Linked DNA regions of Mus musculus: region 2 is linked to region 1. The links are chromatin contacts, called in public HiChIP or PLAC-seq maps. All regions are on one chromosome and are shown on one strand. The core of a region is the stretch at or near the end of the contact, and the rest is flanking DNA. Distances in the headings are between cores, read along the strand shown. Region 1 overlaps Tmem87a (transmembrane protein 87A). Region 2 holds the start of Stard9 (START domain containing 9).

Region 1 (6,086 bases), core at 3,102-5,601:
GAATCTGGTAAAATGTTCCTAAGACACTTTGTTACAATGATCAGAACACCCTAACACATTCAAAAGATGTTATAGTCAGTTCCATAAGCCTAGGCAACAATAAGACAACATGTGAATGCTTCTCAATGGACTATATGGAGCCACAGTAAGACTAAAAACTTAGTCAAAAGGTTCAGCAGGAAGAGAACTGGCAGCTCTTTCAGAAGACCTGATTCAATTCCCAGCACCCACGTGCTGACTAACAACCACTTGTAACTCCAGTTCTAGGGGATCCAATATCTTCTTCTGGATTCTGAGGGCACCAGATATACAAGTGGTGAAAACACACATGCAGGCAAAACACCCACACACAAAAGTAAAATTTAAAAACCAAAATTTAAAGGGGGTAAAAACAGATTTAAATCATCATAAATATTAGAGATACTAATTATAATACCATTTTACAGAACAGAAGCACAGAAGTGCTAAATTTAGTAACAGATAACTTGCAATAACTTTGTTCTGATTTACTGTAGTCCTTTCTCAACCCTATTCCTAGCTTTCCAAGATTAGAGTAGGATACAGTTGAATTTCTTAAAGACAAAATAACTACAAAGTACAGAGTTCAGTGTCTGTTTCCCAACTTTTTTTGTTTGTTTTTTTTTCAAGACAAGGTTTTTCTGTGTAGCCCTGGCTGTCTTAGACTCACTCTGTAGACCAGGATGGTCTCAAACTCAGAGATCTGTCTGCCTCTGGGATTAAAGGCATGCGTCACCACACCTAGTTTGTTACTAACTTCTAATTCATAACTTCTAATTTGTAAGTCTGACCATGTAACTCTGGAAAAGAGACTATGTACACAAAGATATACAGAAAGGAATCTTTGTATGCCCATTCCTGTCTTTTTCAGCCAAACCAGTCCACACTGGTCAGTTGTTGGGCAGTCAAGATTCTTCGTCAATGGGGAATTCATGAGTGGCTATTTAGTTACCAGATCAAATGAGATAAAGTCCATGATTTGATCACTAACCTCGTCTGAGTCCAGCAAGGCCGGAAGTGCTCTGCAGAGAAACATGATATTAAATAAGGTCACAAACTGTTCATGAAGGACAATAGATAACGAGCGAAACTTAAAGCTTTTTTACAACTTAGCTAAGATTTGTATCTCTTTTAAGATACAAACAAATTAAAAAATAATCAGAATTATTCAAGTTATAAAGAAAGAGTAAAACATACCCCACAGAGTGGCGGGGTCAATGTCTCATTAACATTAAAGATCCAGGAAGGAATTCAGAAATTTAAAAAGAACTAGCCAATGGACTTTAGACTGACCTAGAGCTAAATCATTCTAAACAGAAATATCATGCAAGTGAGTAGTCCTAATTATTTTTGGTTTTATGTTGCTCCTAATATTTTAACCATTCCTTGATACTTCATATTCTCACCACACTTCTCCTCAGTTTCCCACTGAAAACAATAATAAAGTAATACTAACACCGAAACAGGATTCTTAAGGTAATAATTCAAAAACTTACACATCAGTCACAGAAGAAGGGACATTTTCTTCTACCCATTTCAAATCATCTTCCTGCTGGGAACATATACATATCAGCTATTACTAAAACATACCAATAAATAATTTGTCTCGAGAATAGATCTGAACTCCTAAGACCTTTATTCTTTTAGCAGCCTTTCGTTATCCTCCATAGCACACATACATAACAAATGAGGCTGACAGAAAATTCTATTCAACTCTCTTCTTCAAATACCTTTGGCTAACATCTCCCTAGTATCCCATTAGTGTTAATTTATAAATGTTACAGTGTTCTCTTAACCTGGCTAGTTCCCAAATAATGGAGACTGGACTGTTTTATTCATTTAACAGCTTTAAGGCCCAACAACGGACCAGTATTAATCTATCTGAATCTTCTAATAATTCCTGAGATATTTGCATTCTATAGCTTTTTCTGTTCCACTTGTTTTCTCATGATGTCTCCTGGACCATCTCCCTTCCTGTCCTCTCCCCTGGCTGGGAGAAAGTCCAGCCATTTCTCTTCCCTGATCAGTCATTGGATGCTCAGCTCTTTATTGACCAATCACAGGGAATAATTGGAGAGCAATGTTTACCCAACATTGAGACAGGAGATTCTCAGAACTCAATGTTTGAATAACACACGGATGATCTTTACACAGTGCACAGTAACATTATGCCTACAAGCCCCCATCCTAACTACCACTTAGTCTTTTCCTGTGACTTCAACATTACTACAGTTCACAAATAAGAGATCATGCAACAATTGTTTTTCTGGGCTTGGCATATTTAAGAAACTGTCTCCTAGTTTACCAGTTCCTAAAAATGTCAGGATTTTAAACATGGGGTTTCTCTGTGTAACCCTGGCTAGCTGGCCTTTAACTGAGAGATTTGCCTGCCTCTGATTCCTGTGTGCTGGAATTAAAGGCTCAATCATACCCAGGTCATTGAGTAAAATTTAACTGAAGTATCTTTGCTATTGAGGCTGCAACAGTTGGCCTGGAAATGCAGGCATCTTTTCCACACACAGACTTGCATGCCCAATATCAGGATTACGGGGTAACAGAATAAGCAGCTTCACTTTGATTTCTCACTAACCCATACTGAGCAGGGTACAGAGGGGACAGACACCTCATTGTGGATTTATTTTGCATTTCTTGATTATCTGTGGTGAGCATTTTTAAAATACATTACATTTGTAATGACGTCCTGTGAGGATTTCTATTGAAGACCCCTTTTGAATCAGCATGTTTTTCTGCTACTGACTTATTTTGAGTTCCTTATACATATTAGCCATGTTTTTTCTCATGAGGTAGTTGTCTACTCACTCCTGCTGACTGCTCTGCCATACAGCACCTTTTTGGTTTGAGGCAACTCTGTATGATGACTCTTATTGTTGACTGAGGCCTGGACTGCTTGATACAAATTTTAAAAGCTCTATGCAGAACAGTATGATGCAGTGTCTCTCTGGTTTTCTTCTCTGAGTTTTACAGTTTCAGGCCTTACATTTAAGACCTTAATCAGCAACCCCTACAATCACCCTACTTACAGTACTAGGGATTGAACCTAGGGCCTCATTCATGTGAGGCTGGTATTCTACAATTGAACTATAGTCCTACAGCCTCTAACTCATTTTGAATAGAAATCCAGTTTCTTCAACACTACTGATTGGAAAACAAAAAACTTTCCTTTTCCTATTATGTGACCTTAGTACCTCTGTCAAAATTCAGGTGACCAGAAGTATGTAAGTTTACCCTTTGGGCTCTCTACTATGTCCAGCTGGTTCACAGTTGATTACAATGGCTCTAGAGGTTGGATTTAGTTATGCTGTGATTTATACCTGAGACTCATGTTGGGCATCCTCTACTGTGAACTGTGGCTCTAGCTCTCTGTGGAATACTTTGTGTACATATAAGTATCTATGTGTTCATTACATGCAGGTATGTACGAGTATATGTGCACTCAGGCTAGATATAAGCATTTGCCTTTCTCAATCATTCTTCACTTCCTTTTAAAAAATTTATTTATTCATTTATAGTTGTGTGAAAAATCTAGGGGAGCCAGTTCTCTACTAAAACTCAGGCCATTAGGCTTGGCAGCACAAGTGTTTAATCACTGAGCCATCTTACACCCACCTTACTTTCTGAGACAAGTTTTCTCACTGACTCTGGAGAACTCTTATTATCTAGATGGGCTGACCAGCAAACACTAAGGATGTTCCTTTCTCTACCTCCCAAATCTTGGTTACACATGGTACCTGGGGCATTTGATGCTGGGCCTGGGTATCTGTACTCAGGCCCTTATATGCTTACACAGAGATGCTTTACCCACAGAGGAAAGCCGCCTCCTCAGTCCCACTGTGCCACATTTTGAAGCCAAATTAGTGTGATGTCTTTTGCTTTGTTCTTTTTCTCAAGAACACTTCAACTACTTAGGTGTTTTACTTTTACTTTTGTGGGTTCTTACAAATACTGCAGTCGCTTTTTAAAAAGATTGTGAAAAGTGTCATTAGAGTCTTGCTAGTGATTACAGTAACTGCTTTGGGTAAGTACAGGTGTGGTAAAGGTAAATGCAGGGCAGCAAGGGGGCTGCTGCCAAGCTGGAAGATCTGGATTCAATCCCTAGAACTCACATGGTGGCAAGCGGAGAGTCAACTCTTGAAAGTTGTCGCCTGACCTGCACACAGGCACAGCACATAGCCTACTCCACTCACATCCATGTGCAGGAACACAGAAATGTAGTATTACTAAAATCATCATTCAGGCCTAATTCACTGCCATGCTAGGTTCCACTGTGGGCCGCAGCCCAGGCCAAGACCAGGAAGGAAGGGAAGCGCCCACTTACTGCTTTGTTTACTTTACTAGTCCCATTTGGTTCCTGCTTGGTACTTCTCATTTTCATTCCTTCTGCAAAAGGAAAGAAAAAACAACAATCCCCTCATAGATTGGTGAACTCTCCTCACACTGGCAACAAAAGCAAAAACATATTCAGAGATTTAAGCTTACTGTCTGAAGTTTTGTTTTGTTTTCCGAGACAGGGTTTTTCTGTGTAACCCTGGCTGTCCTGGAACTCACTCTGTAGACCAGGCTGGCCTCGAACTCAGAAATCCACCTGCCTCTGCCTCCCGAGTGCTGGGATTAAAGGTATTAAAGGATCAAACGGTCCAGCTATGGTTCATCTTTAAACCTTGCTATTCTCTCCTCATCCTAACTTTACCAAACAGATTAACTCATGGTTTTTGGGGTTTTTTTTTCTTTTAAAATTATTTTCTTGGAAAAAAAATACTAGAAGCACAAATCAGAACAGTGAGTTTTCTTCAAAGCTCACCAAAGCTTTCCTTCAGCATCGGCTCCTTCTGCTCATCCTCCTCATCTTCCTCTGACAACGGTGAGAAGGCAAACCTGACAAAACAGGAACAGAAGGAGTCCACAAGGGAGCAGTCTCTCTTGGAACATCACAGAACTTCTGTTGGAAGTGCAATTGCAATGCTTCCTCCCTTTCACGAAGTCCTTAAATGCCTGTATCACCAGCCGAGTAGCAGGACAGCTCGGGCCACACACTACTGTGACTTTAGACAAGTTACTTAATGTCCTCATGTACAAATGGAGACAAGAGAACAACAGTCAGAACACTCCGTAGTATTTTCCAAGAAGTAGAGTCAAGCAGGGTGAGCGGCCCAGTTGTGACCCAGCAAGAGGGAGGCGGCGGAGGCGGAGGCTGAATACGAGTTCAAAGCCAGTCTAGTCTGGATGACACAGACCCTGTCTTTTATTAAACAATAAAAACCTCCACAAAATCAACTCACTATGAAGTACTTAAAACAACACCTGATATATTTCAAAGACAAATATCACACAAAAGAAAATAACTCTAATTTAAAACTGTGGCCTTCGAGTTAAAAAAAAAAAAAAACCAACCAAACAACAACCAAAAACCAAAAGCCAAGGCCTAACTTTAAATGCTGTAGGTATTTTAAAATCTCAGTCTGAGGACACATGCTCCACTATGTTCATAGCAGCCTTATTTATAATAGCCAGAAGCTGGAAAGAACCCAGATGCCCCTCAACAGAGGAATGGATACAGAAAATGTGGTACATTTACACAATGGAGTACTACTCAGCTATTAAAAAAAATGAATTTATGAAATTCCTAGGCAAATGGATGGACCTGCAGGGCATCATCCTGAGCGAGGTAACTCAGTCACAAAGGAACTCACACAATATGTACTCACTGATAAGTGGATATTAGCCCAAAACTTAGTATACCCAAGATATAAGATACAATTTGCCAAATGCATGAAACTCTAGAAGAATGAAGACCAAAGTGTGGACACTGTACCCCTTCTTAGAATTGGGAACAAAACACCCATGGAAGGAGTTATAGAGACAAAGTTTGGAGCTGAGACAAAAGGATGGACCATCTAGAGACTGCCTTATCTAGGGATTCACCCCATAATCAGCTTCCAAACACTGACACCACTGCATACACTAGCAAGATTTTGCTGAAAGGACCCAGATATAGCTGTCTCTTGTGAGACTAGGCAGGGGCCTAGCAAACACATAAGTGGATGCTCACA
Region 2 (6,756 bases), core at 1,309-3,808, 270 kb after region 1:
GACCTGCTCCCTGTGTCTGTCCTTTCACACACAGCATGGCTTTTGTTTTGTTGTTTGTTTGTTTTGTTTTGTTTTGTTTTGTTTTGATACCAGGTCTTGATATGTGGTCCAGGTTAGCATGGAACTCAAAATTCTCCTGCCTCAACTGAAGCAGGACTCTGATTATACACAGGACTCTGATTACACAGCCCTCCAATCTCGGGCTCCATGATTCTGTTCTCTTTACAACTAGTTTTGTTCTTTTTTAAAGATTTGTTTATTTATTTTATGTATGTGAGTACATTGTTATGAACCATCATGTGGTTGCTGAGCATTGAACTCAGGCCCTCTGCTCTCTCCGGCCCAAAGATTTATTATTATTATATGCTAGTACATTGTAGCTATCTTTAGACACACCAGAAGAGGGTGTCAGATCTCATTTCGGATGGTTGTGAGTCACCATGTGGTTGCTGGGATTTAAACTCAGCACCTTCCGAAGAGCAGTCAGTGCCCTTACCTGCTGAGTCATCTCACCAGCCCCGTTCTTGCTTTTTAAAACATACTTTTAAATTTTAATTTGCTGCATGGCTAAACATTTTTTAAAACTGTTTTTACCTGTTAGTCTACTCCCAGTTCTATGAGGTCAGAGGTTTCACCAGACAGGTGTGTTCTGATTGCTTAGAACAGTGTCTGCCTTAATAGAGGCTGACGTAGGAAATTCTATGAACTAATAGTCTCTGAAAAACTTCCCAGCCTTACTTTCCTCAAATATAGTGGGGTGTCACTGGTATCAGTGAGGACTTCCTTTAAGAGTCTATATAAAGTAGTGACTTTCTTAACTTTCTCTTTAACCACCTAACACTGTTACTCTCTTTTATTCCCTTTTATTTTTCTTTGCATTTTGTGTCTGGCACAATGTTATACACATTTAGATAGTTATTTCCTTTTCCATAAGATCCTAATTCTCATGAAGGAAGTGACTTGGGGTTTTTTGTTTTTTGGTCTGTGTGTTTCTTGTTTGTCTTGGTTTTGTGTGAGTCTCTCTCTCTCTCTCTCTCTCTCTCTCTCCCTCCCTCCCTCCCTCCCTCCCTCCCTCCCTCCCTCCCTCCCTCCCTCCCTCCCTTCCTTCCTTCCTTCCTTCCTCTCTTTCTTTCTTTCCTTCCTTCCTCTCTTTCTTTCTTTGAGACAGGGTTTCTCTGTGTAGCCCTGGCTGTCCTGGAACTCACTCTGTAGACCAGTCTGGCCTTGAACTCACAGAGATCCACCCGCCTCTGCCTCCCAATTGCTAAGATTAAATAAAGGCTTGCAGAACCACTCTCCAGCTTATATAAACTCTAACCCTAATATTAATAATACAATGGCTAACCCTACCCCACCTCTCTCTAATCATGATGTTTGACGATTTAGTAGTCTTCAGTGGACACAAATTTGTCACCATCAGAAACGGACCCTTGTTTCTGTTTTTGCTGTTGTGAGACATGGGAGCTTCCTGTGTGGAGGTCTTGGAACTCCCCAGTGTTGGAATTGTTAAGTGTTCATCAGCACCCCAGGTCTCAGAGCTGGGCTTCAGGCTTTACAGCTATAAATAGCTATTTCTTATTTGAATAAACCAGCTCTGATCAGACAGCATTTGCTCTGTATGTACTATAAATACTGCTTAGGGTGGTAGTGAAGTTACAGGGCAACCGAGAGAAATTTGTCAGTAAGTTAGGAAAAAAAAAAAAGAAAGAAAGAAGAAAAAAAAAGCCTCTTCATTTTTTTTTTTTTTTTTTTTTAGGCTGGGCATGACAGCCCACACCTTTTTTTTTTTTTTTTTTAAGATTTATTTATTTATTATATGTAAGTACACTGTAGCTGTCTTCAGACACTCCAGAAGAAGGAGTCAGATCTTGTTACGGATGGTTGTGAGCCACCATGTAGTTGCTGGGATTTGAACTCCAGACCTTCGAAAGAGCAGTCGGGTGCTCTTACTCACTGAGCCATCTCACCAGCCCCAAGCCTCTTCATTTAAACGCACCTTAGAATTACAAAATCATTTGTTTTTCTCATTTCATTGTTGTTGTTTTGAGACGGGACTTCACGCTGAACTCCAGGCTGACTTCAACTCACCATGTAGGCTAACCTTGAATTCAAAATATTCTTGCCTCAGCCTCTACGATAGGCTCCACTTTATTTTTGACCTTAAAATTTAGCCGCAGTTTTGACATAGCAGACCAATAGGGTAAAAAATAAAATTACTAATTTCCTTCATGAACTTTCAAGTATTAACCAGAAATTCAGTCACCAGATTTTAGAACAAAAGAGATACTACAGCTTGCGTAGGACAGTCAGCGGTGCGAGGGGTAGAACGAGACCAGGTTGCTCAGCCCACCTGCCTCAGGATTGGCTAAGGCTCCGCAGGCCCCGCCCCTGTCTGGCGTTTCCTTGCACTCGGGCGGGAGCGTCCAGAGAAGTGAGAGGGTGGAGCAAGGCAAGGAGGCCCACCCCCATCTGTCTCAGGATTGGTTGATACCTAGTGGGCCCCGCCCCCTAGGGCGAGGCTTGGGCTGCGGTCGGGAGGCGCGTGGGACGGGCGGGGCAGTCTGTGGCTCTTGCAGTGCCTGTGGCTGGGTCTGTTCGCTGGACGCCGGCCAGGGATGCTTCCGCCGGACCGCTGTGTGGGTCTTGGGTTGTGGCGGAGGGATGGCGAATGTGCAGGTGGCCGTGAGGGTCCGGCCTCTCAGCAAGCGGTGAGTCTGTCAGGAGGGGGCGCCTGAGGGGTCAAGTGAGCTGAGAGGAGTGCGAGGTCCCTGCCTTCCTCAGGGTGGACTGGCGTGGAGAAAAAAAAAAAATCAGACACAGATTGTCATGGAGGCTCAGGGTCCAGAAGGCCTGGAGGGACAGGGCTTCGCGTCCTAGGAGATAGCAGTTCTTGTGTGGCTCCAGGAGTCGCTGCCCTGTGTGCATGTCCTTGGTGACCTGCCAACTAGTTTCTAGGGACCCTGGCTTGGGTCTTGGTGCACGTAGTAGGGCCTTTCTCACGGAGCATGACGTGAGGAAGTACAAAAGGATGGGCAGACTCCACTACTTTTGGTGTTCTGGGAGTACCCAAGTGAGGACTGGAGGCTGTTGTGTCCGTATATACACATGGGATTGCTCCAAGAGGACATAGGAAAAAGAATTATCAGGATATGGAAGGAAAATAAAGGCCCAGAGAAAGTACACTCTCAACCTGTGCTCAGTAGTTGGTGTGATTTAAAGACTGAACTGTGACATAGGGGAAGTTTCTCCAGACATCTCTTCTTGGTGTCCTCCATGCTAGCTAGTTCCTTGTGTAGGAGCCTGATTCTGCACCCCTCAGCCCTTGAGGCATCCAGTGTGAAGCTGCACACTTCATCCTCTTTTCCTCTCACTTGGGAAGTCAGAGAATGCTTTGCACAAAAGTTGGTGTCAAAGAGCTGTTGTGAATGATCTTTGAGTTTTCTGACAAGTAAGGAGAAGAAGTGCAGAGTCCTCCAAGAACAGGAAGAAAGAGCAAATCTCTGCTCTTAGGGTGTAGATGGAAGCCTTGGACACCTGCTTGGGTTGAAGCGGAAGAGTGATGGGTGATAAAACTGGCAGAGTGTGGGTCTAGACCAGATGACATGTATTGGAATTAGCAGGTTTTTTTTAACTGTCCAGTACACAAGATACCTTGGTAAATGGGAACAGAGGTCAAAAAGGGCATTGTCTCCTATGACGAAAATGGTTCTGTATGGGTTAGGTTTGTCCTTTTAGAGGCCATCTGCTTTTAAAAGTTTAGACCGAATGAGAGCAGTGAGATAGGAGGAACACAAAAGAGTGTACCCCAAATTGCTGTGTTTTGATTGGTAAATGACTTTTTAAACATCTGGCTTTATATCACTGCCTGTGGTGACTCAGGGCTGGGGGCCTCCTGGGAGTAGCTGCTGTCTAGGAGGAGGTCCTTTCCAAACTGTCTTTTAGGATTTGTAGGATAGCAACATTGACCACTTACTCTTAACTGTTTAGTTCCTTGGAAACCAGCAATTTCAAATAGCATGGATTAGATTAGGAAAATGCTGTTGATATTTGCAGTCACTGCTAAGAATAATGTATCTCATCCAACAACAATGAAAAACAACCAGGAAACTTACTTTCAGCACCAGTGTGGGGCCTTGAGAGTAAGTGGTAGACTGTCAAGCCCACTGATCTCCAGGAGTGAGCAGAGTTTAGCAGGCTCCCGGTTCACAAGGACCATAGATTCAGAGGTAGTTATGTAAGCACTCAGTGCAATCTCAGCCAAGAAGTCAGAGCAGACCATTCTTCAATTCCCACAGAAGTCTGCAGAGATAGTGGTAGTACCCGCTGCTCATTGAGGTTGTTTTGCATGTGTGGAATCTGCTGATTATGTAGTCTGTGCTAATATTCAAATAAGTCATCAGCACTGATAACTGTATGTGTGAAGGAACCATTAAAGTCACCTAGCCAAAGCTAACATTATTTTTTCCAAATGAGAACATTGTCTTGTTTAAGTTCTAAAAAGCAGGATTTGACTCGCCGCACCATCCTGCTCCTTTCTGAGATGCTCAAAATTACTCCTTTGTTCTATAGGGCTAGAGATGACCTTGAATAAAATAACAGCACAGAAGTGGTTTTGAAGCCCTAGCCTTGACCTCAGCTGTCTGTCACTGTGAGATGCTGTCCTTGTCTATCCAGACTCACTCACTGCTGAAGAGCACCTGCCTGGTCTGTGCTCTGCCCCCACTCTCCTGTGCCTTTCACACCATGCATTCATTTCCCCCACTTTTTTTTAGGGTTCTTAGGATATGTGAGAATCAGTCTCAGAAAACAAAACAAAAAGGGTTTTTTTTTTCTCATTTAAATTCTGTTCTTATTTCTTAGGGAGACCAAAGAAGGGGGAAGAATTATTGTGGAAGTTGATGACAAAGTGGCAAAAATCAGGAATGTAAAGGTAAGCCTGAAATATCTGTTTTTTTTTTAAATTAAGAACTATTATAATTAGGTGGCCTCTTGGGGTGAATATGTCTAGTATATGAAAGAGCAGGAGATGGAAGAGGCTTGTAGAGGAATCGTGGACCAATCATAAAGCAAATAAACAAGAAGAGAATTGTGCGTAGACTCCAGAAGATGTGGTGGTTTGGTCAATGGTCTGCTAACTGGAATAGTGCAGCTGTTTTGTAAACTGATAAGCAGCTGCTTTGAAACTAACCCCAGGGATGTGATAAGGGCCATGATCAGCTTAACTCTTGCCAGGGGCAATTTGTGTGTCTATGTAACTCACCTGGTCACCAGTTAGACTTTATCCTGAGCCCCACAACTGATAATACTTTATCCATGGCATCCTTAGGAATTTTACCAGATAATATAGGGTTTGTGTTGGCCATAATGTGGTCCAGACATCAGACATCAGCCTTCAGATCCCAAAAGGCCACTAACCTGAGTCTTGTTGCAGATTTTCTTTTACCACCCTATTTAATTTTGGAGCACAATTGGACAGGCACAGGGAACTTCCTTCCCTCCCCCCATCTCCTAGTGTCAACTTCCTCCACCCTTCCTGATGTGGAAGATGAATGCGTTCTCCTTTTGTGGAGCTTAAACAGTGGAAAGAAGCCAAGGAGGTGACCACATGACGGCTGCTGTAGTTAGCTTGTGGTATAAGCCGCCATTGCCAAGAAATGAGGAAGCTGAGGCAGAGTGGAGGTTATAGACCTCAGCCTCAGAGCTATGCCCTCTCTTCTGTGATGTGATTTGTTTCCTCTTGACATTCGCTCTTGTTAAAAGGGAATGGGCTCTGCCAAAGTTTCAGCAGGAGCTCCAGGAAGACAAGGGACCGTTCATCCCCTGCCTCCTCTTACTTATCTCTCTTGCTAATCACTTCAGGGTACTTTTGGGTCTAGAGAATAAGCTTGGCCAAGAACAAACTTTAAAAAAATATATTTATTTATTATTTTATGTGTATGGGTGTTGTGCCTACATGTATGGCTGCACCCCACGTGTATACCTTGTGTTCTAGGAGGCCAGAAGAGGGCATCAGATCTCTTCTCTGGGCCTGGAGTTACAGATGGTTATGAGCCACCACATGGGTGCAGGAATCAAACCTGGGTCCTCTGGAAGAGCAGCCAGACTCTGAGCCATCTCTCCAGCCCTGAAGAACAAAGTTAGGTTTTCCGTCTACACACCTTGGCTATTGACTTCCCTAAAGTCGTTATCTATGAACAGGCACTTACTCATGACAGCCAGGTTCTTCTGTAGTTTCTGAATGGCTAATGTCAGAGTTGCCTTTCCCTTTTCAAACTTTACTCTTCTATAAAACTAAAGTTCTCCTCTAAAAGTAAAGTACTCTTCTAAAAAGATATGAGTATCTGTCCCCTTAATCTTTCCCTGGGCACTCTTAGTGCTGCGTTCTCAAGGAGCAGCCCTCGGTAAGTCTTGCTTTCCCTCCTGGATCCAGGCTGGCAGAGGACAATGGAGCAGCCAGCACACAAAGCATGCCTACAGGCTATGGTGACTTTGTAGTATCTTCCCTTTTTACATCTGTGAAGTAGGAATTAGGGGGTGTCCATTGTTGAGTTTTTTTCTACTCTCTGGAGAGGATAAAGGAGATCTCGTAGGGAGACCATTGTCACCTGAAAGCCAGAGTTTACATTTAAATATTAAGACTAGGCATTTATGTGAAGAGTGCCATTCTCCCCAGTACAGAGGACTCAGTGCAGTTCCAAGTTTTGGCCCTACCCTCCTCTGCCTTTGGCCACTGGATTATTCCTGGTTGTTCTGTCT

Evidence for each region. HiChIP or PLAC-seq counts read pairs in DNA pulled down with a chosen protein or histone mark.
Region 2: a contact with region 1 is called in an H3K27ac HiChIP or PLAC-seq map of microglia, with 6 times the contacts expected there. The contact joins the promoter of Stard9 here to the enhancer-like site in region 1. A contact is called at or near these places in 1 of 39 promoter capture datasets (hippocampal neurons) and 2 of 115 datasets of contacts at active chromatin or transcription factors (microglia and neural tube).

Annotation. Positions count from the first base shown.
Region 1 is chr2:120,358,525-120,364,610 of GRCm38.p6, forward strand. It overlaps Tmem87a (transmembrane protein 87A), which reads right to left. Exons shown (of 20, transcript NM_001110496.1): 16 at 4,838-4,911; 17 at 4,355-4,416; 18 at 1,515-1,570; 19 at 1,010-1,040. Among named protein-coding and RNA genes, the nearest start is that of Vps39, 8.4 kb to the left of the region's middle. Within about 2 kb of position 4,352, at least 13 of the 459 cell types and tissues checked have an H3K27ac peak or open chromatin away from gene starts, as enhancers often do. A contact at or near this core is called in microglia, where this site is marked.
Region 2 is chr2:120,626,563-120,633,318 of GRCm38.p6, forward strand. Stard9 (START domain containing 9) reads left to right here and starts at 2,559. Exons shown (of 33, transcript NM_001370940.1): 1 at 2,559-2,708; 2 at 4,861-4,930. The coding sequence starts at 2,662.